Linked DNA regions of Sus scrofa: region 1 is linked to region 2. Evidence: chromatin contacts called from public Hi-C data. All regions are on one chromosome and are shown on one strand. The core of a region is the stretch at or near the end of the contact, and the rest is flanking DNA. Distances in the headings are between cores, read along the strand shown.

Region 1 (7,351 bases), core at 3,009-5,508, 180 kb after region 2:
TGTGAAGCATCAAGCCCTCCTACCTGCTGTCAGATGTTGGGGAATGCGGCATGGAGAATTGTGGAGTGCCACGTGCCTGTTCCTCTGGTCCCATCCTAAAGTGTAACCAACCTCTGGGGACCTACACACACACTGATTAGTGTCTTAAAGCAACAGAATTGGGATGCCACCCAGAAGTTTCTCAGCTCTACCCATTTGCTCATTGGAGCTGTTTTCTCTGTAGGAAATGTCTTATTTTCAGAGAGCTATGAAATCCTGACTTCCAAAAGGACTTCCCTCTGTTACCCCAAGAACCTAAAATTAATTAGAAAAACTAAAATTAATTAGAAAAACTGTTATTAAGAACCTATGTTAAATGAGCTCAAGTGACCAAAGGCTCTTCCAGAGGCTTTTGTTTTCAGTTGGGTTTTAGTGATGGGTGTTTTAATGGATGTCTGCCACTGTCATTTGTTAAAACCTGCTTTCCCACCGTTTCCTGTGAGTGACCCCCGGCCTGTGTCTTGGCAGGGTTGATGCCGATCAGAAGCATGCTCTCTCGGAACCTCCCGGCACCATCTGTGACGCAGAATGTCGCTGGGTGAGAGCGCGGTGTTCGCCTACGAGTCCTCGGTGCACAGCGCCCACGTGCTGCTCAGCCTGGACGAGCAGCGCCGGAAGGACGTGCTGTGTGATGTCACGGTCCTGGTGGAGGGCCAGCCCTTCCGCGCCCACCGGGCCGTGCTGGCGGCCTGCAGTGCCTACTTCCACGCCAGGCTCTCGGGCCAGGCCGACGCTGAGCTGCGCATCACTCTGCCTGAGGAGGTGGGAGAGGTCACCCTGATTTTAACCGAATGTCATTAATTCTGTCATGGTTTATAAAGTTAAAATAGGCCAAGGAGCCCTTCCTTGGCTTCTGCAACAGTGCATTTCCTTAGCTTTTTTGTTTTCTTGGAAATGATGACATTTTCCATGTAAAATGATTAACTTTGGGTGCTAGTTAGTATTTATTGAGCAGTTGAATAATTTGACCCCTGTTACATTATTTTTGATGAAATGACGCAGCGGGTGGATTACAGACATTTGGTGAGGTCATGTTGGGTGGGAGGGACCACACTGCAGGCCATACTCTTCCTTTTTTCCTGTGATGAGGAGCTGTGATGGGGATTAGGGGTCTCCACAGCCTCCATTCCTCTCAGACATGCCCTCGTGGACATGGGCTGGGAGTGAATTGGTGGCTCCCTGGGATGCTCAGTGTTAATTGTTTTAACTATGAGCCAGAGTTGCCAGATTTTTCAGCTTTTCAAGTAGCTCTTAGCAAAGCATTTTAGAATTTGGAGGGAACCCAAAAGATTATGCATTCCAGCCTCCTCATTTTGTCTACGTGTGGGTGTTAAGGTACTCCAGAACTGTTCTTTTTTCTCTCCCTCTCTTCTTTCTTGAGATTGTGGCTTATGCATTATTAGAAAAAGGGTGCTATTATGTCATCTTTATAGAGCCTTGTTCTCACACACCTTTTGCCCACCAGCCTGTTGTGGAGCTTACTCATCTGGACATTTAAGTCTTTGTTACCATCCTGCCTCTAGGAGACCTCTCTCTAGGGCTGGAGCTGGGTGCAGGGACTCTTCCAGCAGCTTGCTTGATTGCGTTAGTATCTACAGCTGGAAGAGTGCTGAGCTTTAGGCATTGGGACACACATCAGAAGCTGTTAAAAGGAATTTGGACAAAGCATGTGTGTAACAGCTCTGTGCAGGCTGCTCTTTGATGACAGTGTATCTTGATCATTCTTAGAAGAATTCAGTGTTTTAAAACTAATTTTGTGTCTTAAGCCCAGAATGAGACTTTCCTTGTGTTGCCATGGGCTTCAGTTGCCCCTCATTTTGCAGAGGCAGTGTAAATGCACAAGTTCCTACTTAAAGATGTTACTACCTAGAGTCCATGAATCTTTTCTGAAACAATACTTGGCATAATTTTTTAGATCTTCTCTTAGCTCACTTTTTAAAACTGAAATTAAAAAATTTTATTAGATTTTTGTCATGAGATAAAAGATAAAGATAATAGTTACCATTTACTGTGCATTCCCCATGGGTCAGGACTTTAGATACTTTGTTTTCCATTGTTACAAATTTCACATTTGTAGTTTATAGCAGTTGGGGAGTTGGTGGAATGTAGGGACCACATGGAGATGGGATGGCAGCAGACACCTGGCACTTGACTCTGTGTTGCAACTTGTGTCCATGCTGCTTTCTTCCATAGATGATTTCTTTCAGCTAATGTGGACAGTTGTGGCGGTGTTTATGTCTTACCTCCTATCAGTAAACTGAACTCCATGGGTCATTGAGAGTGAAATCTATAAAGTGGAGGGTGTGATTGTAATGAATAGGATGTGCGAACTATGCTTTCCCAGACTCCCTTTGCTTTACATTTCCTGGAAGAATGTTTTTTCTTACCAAATTAAAATACCCATTAAAATAAGCCGTTATGGAGAGGTTACCCATCTTGCCATTCATTCCCTTCCTACTTCTCTTGTACTTATCTACTAGACAGCTTTCATGTGATGCATTTGTTTTTATTTTGTATATTAACAGGTGACAGTTAAAGGATTCGAACCTTTAATTCAGTTTGCCTACACCGCTAAACTGATTTTAAGTAAGGACAATGTGGACGAAGTATGCAAATGTGTGGAATTTTTAGGTGTATCTGATATTGAGGAATCCTGCTTTCAGTTTCTCAAATACAAGTTTTTGGACTCTGCTGCAGACCAGCAAGAATGCCCAAGAAAAAAATGTTTCTCATCATCCTGTCAGAAACCAGATTTTAAATTTTCACTTTTGGACCAGAAGGATTTAGAAATTGATGAAGTGGAGGAATTTTTGGAACACAAAAATGTGCGGACTCCTCACTGTAAACTCCGCCGGTATCAGGGGAGTGCACAAGTACTGCCTCCTCTGCAAGACAGTGCCAGTCAAACATGTGAATCCATGTGCTTAGAAAAGGATGCTGCTCTGTCTCTGCCGTCTTTATGCCCCAAATACCGGAAGTTCCAGAAAGCGTTTGGAACTGACAGAGTCCGTGCTGTGGAGTCCAGTGTCAAAGACATTCACACTTCTTCTGTTCAGCCAAACGAGCCCTCCGAACGTGAGTGTTCAGGAGGTGTCCAGGACTGTGCAGATTTGCAGGTGATTTTAAAATGTGAAGAAAGAAAATTAGCAATGGAACATGAAGAAGCCAAGAAGAAAGATCCTGCCTCTCAGTGCCCATCAGAAAAAACAGGAGCAACTCCTTTCCCCCCCAGTTCTACAGACCCCCATGGGCTCTATTCTCTGTCTCTTTTACACACGTATGACCAATATGGTGACTTGAATTTTGCTGGTATGCAGAACACAGCAGTGTTAACAGAGAAGCCGTTGTCGGGTTCAGATGTTCAAGAAGAAAAAACTTTTGGTGAGAGTCAAGATTTACGTTTGAAATCTGACTCTGGCTCCAGGGAAGATAGTAGCCTTGCCTCAAGTGATCTGAGTAGTGTAGAGCGAGAAGTGGCAGAACACCTAGCGAAAGGCTTCTGGACTGACATTTGCAGCACGGACTCTCCATGCCAAATGCAATTATCACCTGCCATGGCCAAAGATGGCTCAGAACAGATCTACTCCCAGAAACGGTCTGAGTGTCCCTGGCTAGGTATCAGGATTAGCGAGAGCCCGGAACCGGGTCAGAGGACTTTTACAACGCTGAGTTCTGTCAATTGCCCTTTTATAAGTACTCTGAGTACTGAAGGCTCTTCGAGCAATTTGGAAATCGGAAATGATGATTATGTTTCAGAGCCCCAGCAGGAGCCTTGTCCCTATGCGTGTGTGATTAGCTTGGGAGACGACTCTGAAACAGATACTGAAGGAGACAGTGAACCCTGTTCAGCCAGAGAACAAGAATGTGAGGTGAGCAGAAAATAAGTGAGTTGTTAAGTCATTGTTTTACCACCATTCATTGGGATTAATGTGTCAGCACCTGTTGCACTGCTAGGGACCTGAGCCGACTCAGGCAGGGAGGGGAGACATCCATGTACAGTAGTTTAAAAAAACAGGATAAATACCAGGAGTGCGGGAAGAAGTATGAAAGACTTCTGTCTTCATATATTTCAAATAGGTGTATTTATTATGTTAACGAGGGAGTAGATTCATACATTGGCTGTTTAACTGTTCAAATTAAATGCCATGTCCCAAGAGGGAAAAGAGTAATAACTCTGTAATCATTATGTGATAACTTCTAGTTAAATACAGCACATATTTAGTCGTGTTCATTGCCACAAGGATGTCTAGACGCGGGACTAGTCACTTAGCAATGACTTAGCAGTGACTCATTTTAGGAATGTGGCTTCTGATCCAGAGTTTTCTTTAAATTAGCCTCTCATAGCTATTAATGTTTTTCTTATTTTTTCCTTAGCCATTTCAGCTGTTAATTTAGAGAATGTCTTAATCATTTAGCACGCATTTTGTATACCTGGTATGGCATTAATCATATTATGATCTATATGCTTTGTGTACAAATGATTGTATTTGATAGATGCTTTTTTGTAAAACATTACTGTAGTTCCAGTAAAAATAAGGGCTTGTTAGTTCTTTATCATTCTCTTTGTCTTTATATTTGTTGGATGACATAGTTTGGAAGAATGAAAGAGTTCCCCCCCCACCCCGGCTTTGCAGGGAGGCGATTGTTGATTTAATTTAAGAAGTAATATGTATGCATGAGTTACATCCATAAATTTTTATATGACATTGGTAATTCCAATGTTTGGAACTATGAAAAGAATGTTAAAAATGAAACATTTATGAAGTTTTAGATTATTTCATGTAACTAATTTCTGTCAGCTTGAAAGACTAAGTAATTTGCCAAAGAAACTGACCAGTGTTTCATTTGCATTTTTGATAATTACGGTAATTAACTATCCCTCAGTGTCGTTTCTTTCTAATTATCTTTTTTTTCAAATTTAAGTGTGTTGAAAATGACTTTAAAATATTCATAAGGTTTTTTTCTAACAGTTTCTACATTGGCAAGTAAAATGAATTATGTGAAACTGTCATTTGCCTGACAGAAAAATAAGTTCTCTGAAATCTTTAGAAATTACTAGTGTTTTTATGCCAGTATTAAATCAATGCTACACAGTAATATAAATCAAAAAATAAAATCGATTGGTTTTGGTTTGGATAACAATACATTAAACACACTTTAGAAAGAGCCTTACAGATATCTGTGGGGTATTAATATGCCCTAGTAAAATTATTAAAATTCTGTTTTTAATCTTAAGTATATTAATATTTGTGTCAGGATGTTTGATTTACTGAAAAAAAGTCTGCTTCTAAATTTATTTATCTTCTGAACCCTCTTGAAAATAGAATAGAAATATCCATTAAATTAGGAGTCCCCACTGTGGCTCAGCAGGTTAAGAACACGACTTGTATCCATGAAGACGGAGAGTTTGATCCCTGGCCTCGTTCAGTGGCTTAAAGCATCTGGTGTTGCCATGAGCTGAAGTGTAGGTTGCAGACATGGCTTGGATCTGGTGTTGGTGTGGCTGTGGTGTAGGCCGGCTGTTGCAGCTCCTATTTGACCCCTAGCCTGGGAACTTCCATATGCCACAGGTGCAGCCATTAAAAAAAAAAAAAAAATCCATTAAATTTTCAGTCTTTTTTAATAAGAGATCATTTAGAAATTGGGAATAGGGGTCTTCTTTAAGTCTAAATGAAGTTCCTTGGAAAACCTAGATATGTATTTTTCTTCTTCCTAGATTTAAGTGTAACTACAAAATATAGCAACAATGACTAATGTTTATTTTTCCTTCTAGGTGAAACTGCCATTTAACGCACAACGGATAATTTCACTCTCTAGAAATGATTTTCAGTCCTTGTTGAAAATGCACAAGCTGACTCCAGAACAACTGGATTGCATCCATGACATTCGGAGAAGAAGTAAAAACAGAATTGCTGCACAGCGCTGTCGCAAAAGAAAGCTTGACTGTATACAGAATCTTGAGTCAGAAATCGAGAAGTTGGTAAGCATACAAGTTTCTTGTTATTCTAATTCCGGCAATTCCTACTTTCTTTTTTTTGTGCAAGAAATAGCTGTTTCAGTTCCTAAGTTAGATATAATGCCTAATTATATATTAATTTTAAAATTTACCAATTAATAATTTTAACAAAAGTATGACATTTTCAGAAAGTTTAGGAAATAAAAAACAATGAGGGTGTGAGTAGACTATTTTACCCTTGTAAGTGTTCTACATATTTAGTGTGATATACTACAGTATGTAAGTTGAGAACTGTGTGTGCTTTAAAAAAGTGATACACAGACTAATGGTAATTTTAGTATCTACCTAATTCTTAATGGTTGAGTAAAAGTTAAGTTATAAAGCACTTTACTCTCTTTGTGCTGTGTGTGGTGTCTATAAAAGCTAATGTACCAGTTGTTAGTTTAGATTAACTAGTAACTTGTTTTACCAAAACAAAGTAGCCAATTTGATTTTCCATCTAAGGGAAAAAATTCACATGCTGATATGAATAAAACACTTTAAGATCTAATGACACCCAAGTCAGAAGAATGCTTACTTTATTGAATCTTATTTTCTATTACAGCATCAAAACACAAATTAACTGAGAAATGGATTAAGTTCCACCCATGTTTCTCTGTACCCTAGCGGTTGGTAGAAGGAAGCATTGTATGAAGAAAGATACCTAATAGTGCTGGCTAGCTAAAGCTAAAATATGGTTAGAGATGGCAGGGAAATGGTGCCTACAAGTAATAAAAACAGTAATTGAATGTTCAGTTTGGGGTCTTTGTTGGTAAAAGTTTACAGTTGTGATTATAGCAAATCTTTATTTTTCCCTTTTTCTTTTTATGGGTGCACCCGTGGCATATGAAAGTTTCTGGGCTAGGGGTCAAATTGGAGCTGCAGAGGCCTACTCCACAGCTATACCAACACCACATCAGAGCCGCCTCTGTGAACTATGCCACGGCTTGCGGCAATGCTGGATCCTTAACCCACTGAGCAAGGCTAGGAATCGAACCTGCATCCTCACAGAGACAGTGTTGGGTTCTTAATCCACTGAGGCACAATGCGAACTCCTTTGATCATAGCAACTCTTTAAACTTGGAATGTTCTAACTATGAATATCAGTTTAACAGCAACGGTTTAGCAAAAGCAAAAAAAAACCTCATTGCCTTTATATGCCTTTGAAAAAGTAGAACAGGGAGTTCCCATTGTGGCTCAGTGGAAATGAACCCAACTAGTATCCATGAGGATGTGGGTCTGATCCCTGGCCTCGCTCGGCCGGTGAAGGATCTGGTGTTGCTGTGAACTGTGGTGTAGGTGGTAGATGCTGCTTGG
Region 2 (6,847 bases), core at 848-3,347:
TAAATTTCTGATGTAGGGAATATTATGCCCATTTTGTAGAGGAGAAAACTGAGTCTCAAAGAGATGATGTAGATCGTCCTTATTCATCTATTAAAACGTGACTGACCCAAGATTCATGTGCAGGTCTGTCCTACGAAATGGCACTGACCTGCTGTTTCCTTAGAGGTTAGGAGGCTTCGCAGACAGTTACCAGGAAAGATGCTGCATGAGCCCCTGAACTGTAGCCACTGCCCAAACTCACTTGCCTCTTAAGTGTCAGTTTGCCCTTGGTGCCCTGAAGGATAGTCGCCAGGACACCAGCACTCAGCTGTTGTCCTGTAACTACATAATTTGTGGAGGCACGGTGCAGAAAAAAGGGGGCTCTTAGTTCAAAAATTATTGCCGATTTCAAGATAATGTATTCGATTATTAAGCCAAGTGCTGGCCTGTCTGGGCCAAGGGCTCTTGCGGCTGTGCAAGCATATTCCCATCTAGTCAGCTCTGACTGCAGGCTGCAGGAAGTGTAGACGCATTGAATGGATTCTGGCTGGGTTAACTGCCTCTCAAGTTCCAGGTAGGGGAGTGGAATGAGCCTTGGGAATATTCTCTGAGTGTGACTTCTCTCTCTCCTGAGGGCTTCTTCTCCATGTGGAAACCTACACTTATTCTACCAAGGATTTAGAGTTTCCAGCCTAGACACAGCTGGGTGGGGGTGGGAGTGATGGTCTCGGAAGTCTAGTCACGATGCTGACTAGAGCAGTTGTTCTCAAATGCTGGTCTGCAGACCTGGCCTGGCCTTGATGAAGTTTGCCTTTCTGATGGAAAACAAAAGAAATAAAGACATAGAAAGTGAGGTTGTGTGTGTGTGTGTGTGTGTGTGTGTGCGTGTGTGTAAAGCTAAATTTATCCAATATGATGGATATGCTTGTATTCTAAGATGATGCTTGTCTTAACGATTTGGCATTAAAATAGTCACTGTCATAAAGTGATGCTAATAATTCATGGTAGTTGTTTTGGAATCATCTTCACTAGCTGAATAAACATTTGGACACTCTAAGGGCACAATTCCCAATGTCTGGGGGGAAAATTTATTGGCTTATAATATACAAAATGTGTTGGGGGGGCCATGGACCGGAAGGTGAAGACGAGCAGAGCGGTATGGTGAAGAGCCCGGGTCCAGGAGACACCTCTTAGTCTTTCCAGACCACTTCCCCTTCTTTGGGCCCTTGTCTTCAGCTCTGCTCCGAGTCTGGGGCCAGATGACTGGCCAGTTCCTTCCAGCTGCAGCATTCTCTGAGAGCTCTGAGTGCATAGATCTAATTACTAAAGACTAATAACCCAGTGAGGAGCTGGATTACAGACCCAATGGGTCCCACTTCTCTGATTCACAGAGAGACACTGAGCAGACAATTTAAGGAAATCTGAAACAGAATAACCACCAAAGCAATCCAACAGCTGCTAAATAGATACTGGGACAAGCCCATCACAAAATGTACTATGGTATGTTATAATGGTTGGGATACCAATAAGACAGTTCTATCTTAAGTACCATTGACTTAGTCACATCGTGTTTGCAAAACAGGCAGTGAACATCTGCTTGCTTAAAAAAAAAATTCCTCTTTCATTCTTTCCTTTGTATTTCATTCTTTAACAAATTCCTGAGGATACGTTTTGCTTAGTCCATCCAGCCCACAGTGCCATTTTGAAAAGGAAACCTATGAATTATTTTATTAATGCATTAAAAATTTTATGAAGTGATTTGCCCATTTAGCATAGAACCTCAGTCCCTTGAATATAATAGGCATTCAACAAATATTTGGTAAATAAACACATTGTAATAATGTGCTTTTATCACATTGTAAACATACCTAGCCATGACTCTCCTTTTTTTTTTTTTTAAAGCCAAATTTGCCAAGGGGGTGTCTTGCATAGCTACTGTACATTCTACTTCTGGAATTGTCAAAACAAACTTAATTGCTCTTAGAAACTCTGATCCGGTATCACTGTCAAAATGTTTTACAGCGATTCGGCCAAATGTTTGTGGAACAGCTGTGCTACTAGTCTGCCTGAGTCATTTTCCTTCTTTCCTTTTGGCCCAATCCTGTGATTCATCATTCTGCTTTTAGAATATTTGCCTATTTTTAAAACCAGTCAAAGAAGGCAGCCACTGTTTAAAAGTAAACACACCACACATCAACTTGGAGCAGCTTTGTAAGCAGCTTTGCAAGCCCTGAAATTTCTGGCTGGCAAGGATGCCAGCCAAACCAGATGGCATCAGGCAGTGAAGTACAGGACTGGCTTTCAAACTCGGTAGTCTCCTTACATCTGCCTTTGGTTTTCTAGTTTCCGCTGCCATTTCCTGCTTGGATTAATCCACCTTGATCCAGTCTTTAACAAAAACCTTGCTTTTATTGTGTATGTCCCTCTAAATCATTTATTATATGTTTATTTATATGTCAATCAATTAGACTTTTTTTTTTTTTTTTCAACTCGAGGAGTCTGATCTTAAACCTTTACTTATCTGTAAAATTATCAGCCTGGTCACATATTTGCTTCTACATGGTGTGACTATTAACAATGACAGATTTTTATAATGGGGTTTATTAATTCTAAGTCATACCAGATATTTGCTATTTACTATAGTAAAATAAATGAATACATTTTTTCCTTTTTTATAATTAAGCAGGAAGGAGTGTGACTTCACAGGGAACAAGGTGGATTAATTCCCAGGAAGCCTTGATTTCCATCTCTGGCTGTCTTTTGGAATTCTAGAATGCACGATTTGCTCTTGTACTTCATAGAAATGGTTTCTCCTTCCAACAAATACCTGTTCATCTATGATTATTAGGGTTGGGGTGCCAGAGTATAACATGTTCCCATTTACCCGTGACAAATTGTTCTGGCCTTGAACTCAATGAGAGAAAATAATCACGATATTTGGGTTATTGCTATTTTATTGAAGTAAATTTAAAGGTACCTTAGACCAAAATCAGTTTAAAAAAAGATTTTTTTTTTTTCTTTTTCGGCTGCACCCATGGCATGTAGAAGTTCCCAGGCCAGGGATCAAATCTGAGCCAGAGCTGCAGCCTATGCCATGGCTGCCGCAATGCCAGATCCTTAACTCACTGAGCCACAGCAGGAATTTGCCAAATCGGTTTTATAAACTATAGGTTTTATAATAAAAGCTACCTCCAAAGGGTCAGTAGAAACAAGTGACTGGTTCTGTCTTTAAAAAAAAAAAAATCTGTTTTTTGTCCAATTTTTTTGCAAATGGTGGCGTAGATTTAAAAAATCACCTTATTTGGCAGAAGTTTCACCTCTTGGTAGGAACAGAGTATTCCAAGAGCTGGGGATTGGTTCTCCTTGTTTCTTAGTGCGACAGCTCTGCAGCCTGCAGCGAGGATCTTAGGAAGATTCCCCTGTTTAAACTCACTCTGTGATGCTATGTCAGTGAACTTGAGGGCGTCCAAGTTCAGGTATAGGAACAAATGAATTCACAGCTGGTCCCCAATTGTCATTGACTTAAGCCACTTTTAAGTGGCAGTATTATTATACTACTCTTTTTGTTTTTTTTGTTTGTTTGTTTTTTGTTTTTTAGGGCTGCACCTGCAACGTATGGAAGTTTCCAGGCTAGGGGTCGAACTGGAGCTACAGCTGCCCGCCTACGCTACAGCCACAGCAACACCAGATCCAAGCTGAGTCTGCAACCTACACCCTAGCTCACAGCAATGCCAGATCCTTAACCCACTGAGCAAAGCCAGGAACTGAACCCGAATCCTCATGGATACTAGTCAGGTTCGTTACAGCTGAGGCATAACGGGACGCCCTATCATACTAATCTTCACTAAAATATACCAGAGGCCCTTGAGGTGTTTAGCAGAGGTGAATCCTGTCCTTGTTTGAATTATCTTTCTGACGATTATCTTCGATGCTCTCAAAGAAATGTAATCTCTTAGAAGCTAGGAGCTCCTGGCGTGCTGTGTTTTATTCTGGATAGTACTGTCAGTGAGTAGGGAGAGGATGCTTGCTTCTGCTGCTGTATATGGCCCATACTGCTTCCTTTAATTTTTTTTGTTAATGGCTGCACCTGGGGTATATGAAAGTTCCCAGGCCAAGTTGGAGTGCAGCTGCTGGCCTATGCCACAGCCACAGCAACACCGGATCTGAGCTGCATCTTTGACCCATGCCACGGCTTATAGCAATGCCAGGTCCTTGACCCACTGAGCAAGGTCAGGGATTGAACATGCATCCTCACAGAGATAACATCATGGCCTTAACCCACTGAGCCACAGCAGGAACTCCTGCTTCCTTTAATTCAAATAGACCTTCAATGGCTTTTATAAATAAATTTGGTTACGGCAGTGAGAACATAAAAACCCTGATTTTTTTTCTTCTAGTTTAAAATAACATTTTTTTCTTCTTCTTTCTCTTTCTTTCTAGGGCCACACTCATGGCATATGGAAGTTCTCAGGCCAGCCGTTGAATGGGAGCTGTACCTGCTGGCCTACACCATAGCCATAGTAACACGAGATCTGAGCCACGTCTGTGACCTACACCACAGCTCATGGCAATGCTTGATCCCCGACCCACTGAGTGAGGGCAGGGATCAAACCCACATCCTCATAGATACTAGCTGGGTTTGTAACCTCTGAGCCACGACAGGAACTTCTGAAGTAGATTTGATGTTTCTGTTTTTTAGCCTATATTTGTCGTATTCTCCTAGACATACCTGGGATAGCTGTTGTCGATAAGGAGAGGACAGGAAATCAATGGCCAGGGGACCTGCAGATCCAGAGTTCACCAGGAGACACATAGGTTCTGCTGACAAGAGGGCTGTCCTCTAGTACCAGGGCTGGGCCAGACATATGTTCTTTTTTTTTTTTTTTTTTTTTTTTTAAAAATCATTCTCTTTGCGGCTGCTCCTGCACCTCATGGAAGTTTCTGGGCTAGAGGTTGAATCTGAGCTGCACCTGCCCCCTGCACTGTAGCTTGCAGCAACACCGAATCCTTAACCCACTGAGTGAGGTTAGAGATCGAACTTGTGTCCTCATGGACCCTATGACAGGTTCTTAACCCATTGAGCCACAACGGGAACTCCAGCAGCAGTTTGTTCTTGAAGATGCTTGAGAAAACTTCTCTCAGCTTTCCTCTGATACTTCTGTGAACTGCCTCTCTTGATTCAGCAAAGACCTGCTATTGCCAGTCAGCCCCCTGAAGGCAGCTGAGGACAGAGTGGCGGGTGCTCCCACGGCAGAGCAGTGGATTGGGTCCCAGGGTGGGGTTGCTGCCTGGTGCGTTGGGAAGAAATGCCCCAGTCGAGCTGCTGCCTGTTACCCACTCTAACCCTGGTCAGCTGCCCGTTAGTGGTGGTTTGTGGGGAGAGCAGAGGGCAAACCCATCACAGCTTGCCACCCTTGGAGTCTTTCAGAGCAGCACTGACACTTCTCTTTTTTACTAACACATTCTCCTGTCCCACGGAGGTTGTCCCGGTCACCCCATTAGCACCTTGTTAAAGCACTTTCCTGCGTATCATATTTTTTTTTGGTTTTGGCTCACGTAGGCGTATTGAAAGACAAGCAGTATTTCTTAGAGAGCTACCAGGCTGAACATTTGAGGATTCCGCTACTTGTCTGCAAAGTTTTGTTCAGACTAACGAAGCTCTCTGTGCTACTGTGTGTACCAAAGATGAGCAAAATTGCCTTCTGCATTCTTTCTGTCTCTAACTGGATGCATGAAAATAACCGAAGTAGGGTATACTGAAGATTTAACTCTGCAAGTCCAAAAATGGTAACGGCAAGACAGTTCTCCTGAGAGAAAGGGCTCCATAGTGAAGAATCATTTTATTTTCATGTTTTAGTGATACACCTCCTGAAGACTCTGATCCTCTGGCCTTTCCAGAATTAGAACAGCAGCTGCAGGTAAGGATGGTTCTAGAGTCTTTCTTCTTTCCTCCTTAGTTTCACAAAATACAGTGAGTGGAAAAGTGGCCTGATTGGGAAAGACTGACTTGGAGACAGAGTGGGGAAGCTTTCATGTCATCCAGGTTGGCATTTCTAGAGTTTCAAGGTCATGAAGCCTTCAGATAACATTCTCTGTCTGTTTATATCTGGCTATTATATGAGAATATCTAGGACTTAGGGTATAAATGGGCTGCTACTTCTAAGGAGTTCTGGACCCTGGAGATGGGATAGGTCCCTGCTCTTCTTGGCTGTGGATGTTTCTGGGCCATTGTAATTTTGCCCATTTTGGATGAGTGATTTAGTGATACACTGCAGAGACACTTATCACATATGGCAAGACTTCAGAATAATCTTCCTTTCTCTACTTCACCCCCACCTACCTCTCCCTAGGTCTCTGACAACTTTTAATAGAATGTTGTTATTATTGTTATTATTGTTTTAATTGGCCACACCTGACGCATACGGAAGTTCCTGGGCCAGGGATTGAATCTGCACTGCAGCTGCAGCAAAGCCAGATCCTTTAGCCCACTGCGCTGGGCCCAGGATTGAACCCACACCTCTGAAGCAACCTGAGCCACTGCAGTCATTTTCTTTACTGAGCCATAGAAGGAACCTCCCTAGAATGTAATTATTTTAAGTAAAGCCTTCTGCACACTGGGAGTTCCTGTTGTGGCACAGTAGAAAAGACTCTGACCAGTATCCATGAGGATGCAGGTTTGATTCCTGGCCTCTCTCATTGGGTCAGGGTCAGGGGTCAGGGGTCCGGCATTGCCATGAAGGTCAAAGACGCAGCTCAGATCTCACATTGCTGTACATTGCTGTGGCTGTGGTGTAGTCTGGCAGCTGTAGCTCTGATTCAACCCTTATTTCGGGAACTTCCAGATGCTGCGTGTGTGGCCCTAAAACAA

What was found. A called contact is a pair of places that touch in the nucleus more often than the background predicts.
Region 1: a contact with region 2 is called in a Hi-C map of skeletal muscle, with 4 times the contacts expected there. The contact joins two enhancer-like sites. A contact is called at or near these places in 1 of 47 Hi-C or Micro-C datasets (skeletal muscle) and 1 of 2 datasets of contacts at active chromatin or transcription factors (alveolar macrophages).

What each region holds. Positions count from the first base shown.
Region 1 is chr13:192,679,528-192,686,878 of Sscrofa11.1, forward strand. BACH1 (transcription regulator protein BACH1) reads left to right here. Exons shown (of 5, transcript XM_021070889.1): 2 at 508-801; 3 at 2,565-3,908; 4 at 5,813-6,019. The coding sequence starts at 568. Among named protein-coding and RNA genes, the nearest start is that of BACH1, 27 kb to the left of the region's middle. Within about 2 kb of position 4,259, at least 9 of the 83 cell types and tissues checked have an H3K27ac peak or open chromatin away from gene starts, as enhancers often do. A contact at or near this core is called in skeletal muscle, where this site is marked.
Region 2 is chr13:192,500,649-192,507,495 of Sscrofa11.1, forward strand. MAP3K7CL (MAP3K7 C-terminal-like protein) reads left to right here. Exons shown (of 6, transcript XM_021070880.1): 4 at 5,837-5,897. Among named protein-coding and RNA genes, the nearest start is that of MAP3K7CL, 15 kb to the left of the region's middle. Within about 2 kb of position 2,098, at least 6 of the 83 cell types and tissues checked have an H3K27ac peak or open chromatin away from gene starts, as enhancers often do. A contact at or near this core is called in skeletal muscle, where this site is marked.